Regions from separate parts of the Triticum aestivum genome. Here region 2 is linked to region 1. The links are chromatin contacts, called in public Hi-C maps. All regions are on one chromosome and are shown on one strand. Each heading gives the region's core, a stretch centred on a gene start, on an enhancer-like site or on the middle of the called end of the contact. The rest is flanking DNA. Distances are from core to core; before and after follow the strand shown.

The links. A called contact is a pair of places that touch in the nucleus more often than the background predicts.
Region 2: a contact with region 1 is called in a Hi-C map of leaf, with 5 times the contacts expected there. The contact joins the promoter of LOC123062764 here to the promoter of LOC123062762 in region 1. A contact is called at or near these places in 2 of 5 Hi-C or Micro-C datasets (both in leaf).

What each region holds. Positions count from the first base shown.
Region 1 is chr3A:633,337,595-633,342,449 of IWGSC CS RefSeq v2.1, forward strand. LOC123062762 reads right to left here and starts at 3,593. Exons shown (of 9, transcript XM_044486412.1): 1 at 3,314-3,593; 2 at 2,058-2,176; 3 at 112-319; 4 at 1-35. The coding sequence starts at 3,456.
Region 2 is chr3A:634,182,659-634,187,716 of IWGSC CS RefSeq v2.1, forward strand. LOC123062764 reads right to left here and starts at 2,052. Exons shown (of 5, transcript XM_044486415.1): 1 at 1,383-2,052; 2 at 174-632; 3 at 1-73. The coding sequence starts at 1,838.

The DNA of each region.
Region 1 (4,855 bases), core at 2,343-4,842:
TTCTAAATATCTTTTCACCTTCATCAACATCAGGCCTGCAATGCAATGTGGAGTGGAGCATTAGCATTCACTACATTGAGTATGATCGTTTTAAAGTTGTGAGCACCTTACCCTGAGTTTAAAATGAGTGTGTCTCCAATACGGCTAACAGCAATAGATACTTGTGCCTTAGAGTAAGGTATTTTAAAGATCTGCTTTAGAATATCAGTTGGAGCAATCACATCTATTTCATCGCCATATTCGGCTAGGCCTGACACAGCTAGTGCTTCACACTTCCTTGATAAGTTTTGGTTGAAAAGTCCGCTTCCACACCGTAATCCTGAAGAATATGAACAAACATATATCAACAGAAATGTATTTCATGCCAAACAACTTCAATAATTTGGGACTATTGGATCATGCGGACAGCAGTGTGATAAGCACACCGCCTAGATGGTAGTCGGCCGCGTATTCGGTGCTAGTGGGGAACCATCACGAATACCTGATCCAGAGGCCTATCATCGCCTGACTAATGCAATTAGTTGGATAATTTCTGTGCAATCACGCGATGAATTCGTAAAGCCTAAAAAAGAAGACAAGGTTTTTACCAGATCTGCTGACACGAAGCAGAGCAATCACGGACGGGTACCATCGAAGATGTCAGTACCACCCCATGATGTCACCTAAGCCTTTTGAACCTGTTCGTTTGCTAGACGGAATGCTCGCCTCACAGTTTATCGCTTGAGCCGATGGGGTTAGAGCTTTTATTGGAAACAGCAAAGGGAAGGTGGAGAACTAAGAACGGGAACAGGAAGATAGATGAGGAAGGGAAAGGCGAAGGCTCACATAACCAAAAGGGGAGGTGCTTCCTTATCTTATTACGTAGGATCGCCTTTATCATCTGTTGTTTGTTTGTCTGAAGCGGCTTGCTAGGCTTTCTACTAACCACCCCGATATTCTTTAGTCTGTTTTTATTAATTCCAAATATATCAATGCATTAATGCGAGCACTAGTTTTCCATATAATCGGTAGGCGGCACCGCGGCGCATTTAAGTCCGCCACCCGTATTTTGTCTTCAGCAAAACTGGTGGACAGCAGATCACTTTTGCAAATTGTAGGAATGATGTGGCAGTGGCCTAGGTGGCATCCTGCGGGTAAGTGCCGTTTCAGATAATTAGAACAAGGTTAGTGGGCTGGAAGATAGATGTTGTCGACAGCAATAGGAAGAGAGAAATATGTTTCTTGCCTGCCTTTGAAGACAACAACCCACTACTATGAATTCCAAACATGATACAGATTCTTAGCTATTTCTATATCTCTAGCTTGCATAATCTTCTTCTGGACTCTTTCCTAATATGCCTAACTCTCCTCCTGGATTACTAATTTATGTACTGTTCCTGCTGTGCGCCATGGACTACTACAGTTTCACCTCCTGTGCTTTACACAGTTACACTACAACACTGGTATCTCAAACAGACTGATTCCCGTTTTTTTTTTTTAGGGAAACTGATTCCCGTTATTTGAAAGGTTTTGCTGCTGCATGTACCACTGCAGCAAAAGCTCATCAGATGAGATAGAAAGGTATCATGAACATGAAATAGCAAACCCCAAAGCTGGTATTTTCACTCTCTCACAGCCTCACTTCTTACCTCAGATTTACAAGGGTAATACTCACAAGAAGAAGCATATACAAGTTTGTTAACCGGTAACAACGTACCCTGGGGGGGGGGGGGGGGGGGGGGGGTGTTTATTGCTACCGACCAAATATGCTTGAATAATAATTCACCAGGTCATGTTACCTAGAGTTTTCACAGGTATAGCATCCATCAACTGTAAATACCAAACATCATTTAATTATATAGGGTGTGGCTGAGAAATCACTTGGATACATGTAAAAGGCAGCCAATCGTGACAGTTTTGACTCGCATATGCTTACCACACGCTAAAACAGTTATAATTTTAATAGCACACGCATGTTTTTACCATCAGTAATGCTGCCTTATACTACAAATTGCCAAGAAGCCTAGAATCTTGTTTTGGTGATCAAACTATAACAACGAAGGCTCGACAGAGGTCACCTTCAGTACTCTTCGCATCCGTTGGGAAAACCTTCTCCGGGAGGTTTGGAATCACGGGGAGCGTGTTGAGGTCAGTCTCCAGTGGCAGCATTTGATACCTTGGAGCTCCAGTCCCAGTCCTACAATATTTGTGACAATAAGAGCAAGATTAAACTAGTGGTTCTCCTTACTCAGACATTTGCAGACAAGGGGAAATCTCATTTGATAGCAGTAATGTGTCACTTTACACTTCCCAACATGATTTTGCCTACATACTCCTTAGCTGATGCTGTCTGAATGCAAAAAAAAAGAGGGTGCGCACGCGCGTGTGTGTGTGGAAATAGTGTCCACCACCATTCTATGTTCCAGAAAAAATATCTATATTCTGCAGGTTTGCAAGTTGTAACCGCTCCATTGATATACGGTGCATTCACGATCACTGGACCCGTCGTTGCTAAAAGCAGCAAGCCCGCCCGTAATCACTTCACCATAGTCACTCTGCCCCCAAATATACCATAACAAACCACTAACGAAAGAAGCGGTTGACATTTCATCTCCAGGCTCTACTCGGACATTTGCGGACTACAAGAAATTTCATTCGGTAACAGTTACACGTCACTTTACACTTCCCAGGCTCCCAGCATGATTGTGACTACATGCTCGTTAGTTGATGCTGTCCAAATGAAAAGAGAAAGGTGGAGATAGTGTCCCCCACCACTCTAGGTTGTAGGTTCCAACACAAAATCTATGTTCTGCTAGTTTGTAAGTTGTAACCGCTACAATGAGATACAGTGTGTTCACCATTCGCTAGACCGATCTTTGCTGCAAGCAGCAAGCACGCCGGTTGATCATTTCGCCATAGTCACTCTCCCCCAAAATAATATCATAACAACCCAGTAACTGAAGAAGGGATTCACATTTCATCTCCAGGATCTACTATACAAGTACCGTCTTAAGCCCTCACAAACGAATCACAATCAGGAACAATTCTAACTGCACAAGCAAAGCAGATAATGCTCTCCCCCAATCGCATTCTACCTCAAATTCGCCAGCACAGCCCTCGACATCCCACAATCGCATTCAACACGCAAGCCCTAAGCAACATAATCGCTCGGGTGATTCGGATTGAACAGCCTCCTTATGGATTCGATCAGGAGCCTGCATCAGAGCCCATCAAATCGCACGAAGCATCAGCTAGAGGCGCCTAGGCTTGCACACGCGCCACTTCGATCGAACAAGCGCAGGGGCGCGGAGAATAGAGAGGAGGGGGAGCTCACGGGGAAGCGGAGGGGAGGAGGGCGGGGAGGTAGGCGGAGTCGTCGGTGGGGACCGGGAGGGAGCCCACGCGGAGGTAGCGCGCCGGCGGGGGCGCGGCGATCTCCAGCCGCCCCACGCACTGCAGCTCCCCCGACGCGTCCATCGGAGCCGTCCTTCCTCCTCGCCGCCGGCGTCGGCTTGTGGAGCTCGCCCGGATCGCGGCAGCGGCAGCGCGTTCCGTGCCCGGCTTGACGAACGCCCACGGAGTCAGTGGAGAGTGCTAGACGCTTCTACCGCTCCCCTTTGGGCCTGTCATGGAGTCAGACCTGGCCAGATGGGCTGGCACGGCCTGACCTGGCTAGAGTGTGTCAGGCACGGCACGCTTACTACACGGGCCAAATTTAGGAGTACTCCTTCGACTTATCGTAGCACGAGAGTTTTTCCCTCCCCTAAAGAAAAAACGAGAGTTTTTCCCTTTTCGAAAATCCAATTATTTACCCTAAAAAATGAGAGTTTTCCCCTTTTTCGAAAATTCAATTATTTAAAATATTTTATCTATTAAAGCGTGCGTCCAAATCTTAAACCGTTTTTATCGTTGGATTCCTCACGTCGAGATTGTCCAAATCTCAAACTGTTTTCACCATTGAATTCATCGCGTCGAATTCTTCAAAACTAGATCGCATGTTGATAGATTTTGACGAACTTTTTTCCCATAAAAAACGAGATGAAAAACCCATGCCTCTTGTAAAAGAAGAAAAATAGAAAACAAATTTTTTTCAGTTTCCGAGAAGCACGGTCATGTCTCTCGCAGAAGTAAAACTGTATCTTACATGGAAGGAAAAAATGTGTTTTTTCCCGTTTTCGAGAGGCACGGCCATGCCTTCTCACGGAAAAAGAAAAGAAGTAGAAAATACATATTTTTTTTAGTATCCGAGTGCCTCCCGCGGGAGCAAAACCATGCCTCTCACGAAAAAAAAACATGTTTTTTCCTTTTCGAGAGGCATAACCATGCCTCTCGCGGAACCAAAACTATGCCTCTTGTGAAAGTTAAACCGTGCCTCTCGCGAAAGAAAAAAAAACATGTTTTTTTTTCAAAAGGCACAGTGCCTCTCGCGAAAGTGAAGAAAAGTTTTTTCTCGCTAATTTTTTTAACATTTTTTTGTCCAAAAGCTAAGAAAGACCATTGAAAAAACAAAAAGCCAAAAAAACAGCCTAAAAAACCAAATGTGCGTGCGAAAAATAAAATAAAGAACCATAGAAAATGCTCATAGCGCTCTCAACCCACCTTCAAGTGATCGTTCGGAGACTCCCGAAGGAGTGATCATTTACTAGTTGCTCTCATATACCGATTGAGCTTCTTGGCGCCCACAAGCCACCGTTCGTGGGCCAACCCAAGAAGAAGGCCGACGCTCGAGTGTTTTCCCAAATCTTTACCTAATAATAAAATAAATTAGATTTCTTTCGTCCATCATGGCATCTTTCAGAAAAGTTCCTCAATTTCAGAGAATTCAAACCACAGTCCTGTTTTAAGTTAAAACGAATCGTTATTTTCGTGTTTTACA
Region 2 (5,058 bases), core at 802-3,301, 840 kb after region 1:
CGAACCAGGAATCGTAAATGCTGATTTCCATCTCATTCATCCACTTAGCTTCATGAACAGCACGGACAAAAACCTGAAAATCAACACGAGTTTACTCATTAAATAGGAAAAGATGTTTACAGTGGGATAGATCAAAAGTGAAAACTAGTGTTTTCGGCAAAGATATGACCTACCATTCTATCACTGAAAACACTTCTTTCCATCAGCCGGAGAGGCTTTATTCCACTTGAAGACTCCCTCTCTTGCATCACCCTTGTCACAAAGACGTAATTCTGGAAAGTGTAAGCATACCTCTGTGGTTCAGCATAGAAAGCATCAAGTATGTTAAAATGATCAGGCCCAATATCCTGCCACTTTGCAACAGGTTCAGGTACTATTTCCACAAGGTCACGTAGTTCGATAGTCTCGTTGGCAATTCTTTGGAGGAATGTAGATTTCCCGACACTGATATTCCCTTCAACACAAAAGGTGAGCCTCTTTCTTCTGCAGGGCTTAGATGTGTCAGTGTCTTTCACCTCCTCATCAACGCTCTCTTTAATGAACAGAGTTATACTCTCAGCATGGTTCTTGTGTATGATGCCAACTGAACTTTGCAAGAACTCAACCATCTTCTCATCAGACTTGCCAAAGAACTGCAAAACTCAGGAAGTGTTAGCTCTAGGTGCGTTGAAGTTAGATTGAACCAGCAGAATTTTAAGTGAGGAAATCACCATCATATTCATAAGACAGGATTGTGACAAAGAACTAAAGAGAATAAAGTAAAGCAAACCCAGAAAGTAACAGACAAAAGTAATTTCTTCTTTTTTCCTTCAAACTTAAGAATTTCATGGTGATAATGCTCCAGCGCCTCCAATGATCACATAGTGGGAATCAAATTAACCTGTTTTATGCAATGCTACAATCAATACGATCTTGAGTTTTTGACAGCATATCTGAAGTTTGTGAGATGCAGGGTAGGCGTAGGCATAAACTTTAGGACTAAAATCATTGCTGCTGTAGATTTTGGAGCCAATGTGCATTTACCAGTGTTGCCTCAATTACTAAAACTGAGGAGTGACCACCAGAATTCTAATGCCGAGTTGGTCGTCAAGGACAGAGTGATTGCTTGCACTCACAGTACACCAACTCTATACAAGAATGCAGGTCTAAGCATATCAGTTTGCTTGAGCTAACATGTAAGTGGTGGTATGTGACGACATTTTCTCAGGCAACATATGTTAACAGAAATGTATTTTCCATGTGACCATGTCAATTCTGGCAATTCACAGGAACTGGTGAAGACTCCAAGCATACGTGTTGCTTACATACTTTGCAAACTAGTACTACAATAAAACAGAGACAAACAGTACGAACAATCCAGAACAGACCACCCACGCACGCACCTTATCCCGATAGAGCTGCTTGAGCGGCGCGACGCCATCGAATCCCTTCTCAACGAGCTTCCTCTGGTTCCGCGGCCCGACCCCAGGAATGGCGAGCAGCTCCCCGCTCCCCGTCGCCGCATCGCCCCGGCCTCTCTGCTTCCTCTCTGGCGAATTGCGACCCCCACCTCCTCTGGAGCCCCTCCCCTCTTCCTCCTCCTCCCCCTCTCCCGCGGCAACATCCCCGCGTCTCGCCGCCTCGGCGGAGCAGCAGAGCCCCCTCCTCGCGACCGCGCCGCCACCGCCGCAGCGCAGCCACGGCAGGGGGTGGAGGCGCGCGGTGCTCGGCACCGAGCAAGCGGAGAGGGACGGGCCCGCCAGGCGGAGCGCGGGCATGCGGGAGGAGGGCAGCAGCGGCCGGGCCGGGGCCGCGGCCGCGTCGAGGAAGGAGGCGGCTCGGGGGAGAATCCTGTGCATCGCTCGCTGGCTGAGGCGACGGGGACAGCGGAGGTCGGTCTCCGGCAGGCCGCCGGCCGACGTGGCGGTGGCGGTGGCGGGCGGCCGGAAGGGATTGGGTTGCGGTGCGGTGGGGTTTAGGGTTTTGGCGTTATCATCTCGCGGGGCTGCCGGGATGAGGTGGGAAGGAGGGTGGAAGGAGAACTGGCGCGGCGCACACGAGTGGTCCACGGGGACTCGAGCCTGTGCTGGGTCCACGGGAATTGAAAATGCGTAAAATAAGACGGGCCGGTGTGTCGCTGCCTCGCCGCTTTTGTTTTCGGTCCTGCTCTCGGTGCATGGACCGAACTCCTTGGGCTGTGCAGGCCTGACTGACTTTAGCACATGGATAGAAATGGACTGAACTGCAAACGCACATGTGTTATTGGGCCTGAGCCGTTTGGTTGGTCCATGAAACGTGGTCAGTTAGCAATTTCTGAACTTCGACAACCGCCATTGATATATACTCCCATAATGCATACTAGGTGTTTTGCATATGTTCATGCACATTGTTTCTTCTCGGGTCATCAAAGCACGGTATCTACTTCTTTATTGTTTTGCAATGTCAGTTTATTTTGTTTATGTGACATGCTTAGAACGTGTAGACCGTGAAGCATTTGGAAGGGCCATAAAGTTCCCAAACCTTTTTCGAATTTGTTAATATTTTCTAAATTTCTGCAAAAAGGTCAAATTTGATAACATTTCCAAATTCATGAACATAGAGAAATTCACAAACATTTCCTAAATAGGAAATATATTTTGAATTCAAAAAATATTTTTCAAATTCGCACGATTTTTTTCAAATTCACAAGCATTTGTTTTTGAATTAATGGATATATTTTAAACTATAGCTTGTTTCTCAAAATTCGCGTACATTCTTTAATTCGTGAACAATTTGAAAATTCACAAAGATTTTAAAATCTGCTATTTTTTTAATTAACGATTTTTTAAATCTGCAATGATTTTTGAGTTCGTGAATGTTTTTAAAATTTGTGAACAATTTTACATCTTTGATAATAATTTCAAATTCATGAACATATTTAAATACATAATATTTCTCAAGTTGGTAAAAAAATGAAATCACAAATATTATTAAAATTTGCAAAAAATTGCATTCGTAGATATATTTTAAATTATTGCACATTTTTCGAATTGTGGTTTTCTATGATTCTCAAACATTTTTCAAATTTGTGGATTTTTTTGAATCAATGAACTTTTCCTTGGGTTACCTAACATTTTGTTTCGCTGACAAACACCTGTCAATTCGCAAACATTTTTTTACAATTAATGGACATTTTCCAAATCCATGGAAATTTTATCAAATTCGTCAACATTTTAAAATTCATGATTTTTTTCCCAATCCATGAATATAATTAAACTTTTGGAATATTTTTTGTAATGAAATAAAACCTACCAATATATGAAACTCGACAAAAATATGTAAAACAGTTGAAAACAAACCTAGGGTGGCAAAATGACCACTTCGCCTTGCTCATAATTGGCCGACTCACGAATGAGGAGGACGAAGATGATCAGAGGCAATGCCGCAATGGTATCGCTCACGGAGACCACCTCGCCGGCACATTAAGCGATAGTTGGCCAAGGGCTTGCACCAGAGGCTCACATGCCATGGCCCTTTGGTATGCTCACTCGCAGCACTAGTCTCTCGTTCGTTCGACCGGCTTGCTTTGTTTTCCTTCTCTCTCACATTTTACTGCTACTCCGGTATTGTCTTGGGAAAAATGAACTTCAGCTCTTTTAATCAAAAAAGTTGGCTGACTTTAAAACAAATTTATGCATTTTAAAAAGCATGGGTTAGTAAAAATAAAAAATTTATCATAAAGTTCATGAATTTGAATAAAACGTGAATCTTTGAAAATTTTGTGAATATGAAAAAATGCTAATTTAAAAAACAAAATTTTGAAAATTGGTCACAAATTAAAAAAAGTTGAATTAAATAAAACAGAAAAAAAAAACAGGATGGAAAACATAAAAGCCCAACCCCCAAAACCAAAGAAAAACCAGCCCGAAAAGAACAGGAGGGATTCTTCTAGAGCCTTCAAGAAGGTTCCCAAAACCGATGTAAAGGAAATTGGTGTTGCTAATATGGGCCGGCCTACTTAGTACGTACAAGCGAAGGTGTGTGCGCCAGGTACAGATAATGCTATAATTGCCAAATAGATTTTGCTCGCTCCCGATAGGCAATACATATCACTTTTCCTTTTAAAACGTTTATGTATGAGTATATGAAGCAATAACAAAAATTATGTTTTCCTAAAAAAATGACGCATCATCTTAGGAGTCTTCAAAAATGCAATTTTTTTTGGCTAAAGTTCATGGTAATCACTTCGCATATTTGTGCTCAGACAGGTGCTCCACCTCAAGCGTAAGTGTGCTTCAACAAGTGGAGCACAAGTATGCCCCCTAAAGGAGAAAAGGTGAATCACGTATGTTCTCCACGGTTGAGCACACGTTGGCTTCTTCGTAGGGCGCAAATGTGATTCACGGCGAAGCGTGCGTGTGGAGCATGGATGTGCTTCGCGGTGAAGCACACCTATGCTCCCTAGCAGAGGAAGATGTGTTCCCTCATGGATCCAATCAAGGTAGAAGGAAAGAGGGGGAAATCAACCTGATCCCCTTTGCTTTCGCCACGTATTGAACGTTGCATTAGGAAGGGTATCTCTTAACTAGTGATTTTGATCGGGAAGCCTTCCTATGCCACACATCCTTCTGGGCCTTGGCCCAATAGTGCTCCTTCGAACGTTCGTGCATACGCTTGGTCATTTGTCCTGGTTTTTGCTTGATTTTTCTGCTCCATCTCTATTGTATTAGAGGAAAAACTGGTTACCATTTTTTTGGTTATTTTTTAAATTGTGGTGAAATCAAATAATTGTTCATGATTTTAGAACATATTCACAAGTTTGAGAAATATTCAGAATTAGAAAAATGTTCACAAATTTGAAAATATTCTAAAAATATTCATGATTTTTAAAATAATTTTCCAAATTCAAAAGGTTCACGGATTAAAAAATCATGAATGCGATAAAATTTAAATTTTGAAAACTACACGGATTTGAAAAACGTTCATGAATTTAAAAAATGCTTAATTTAGATATTTTCATTGAAATGAAAAACGTTCATTAATTTTAAAAAACATTCGCAAAATTTAAAATTGTTCACACATTAAAAGAGGCCATATTTA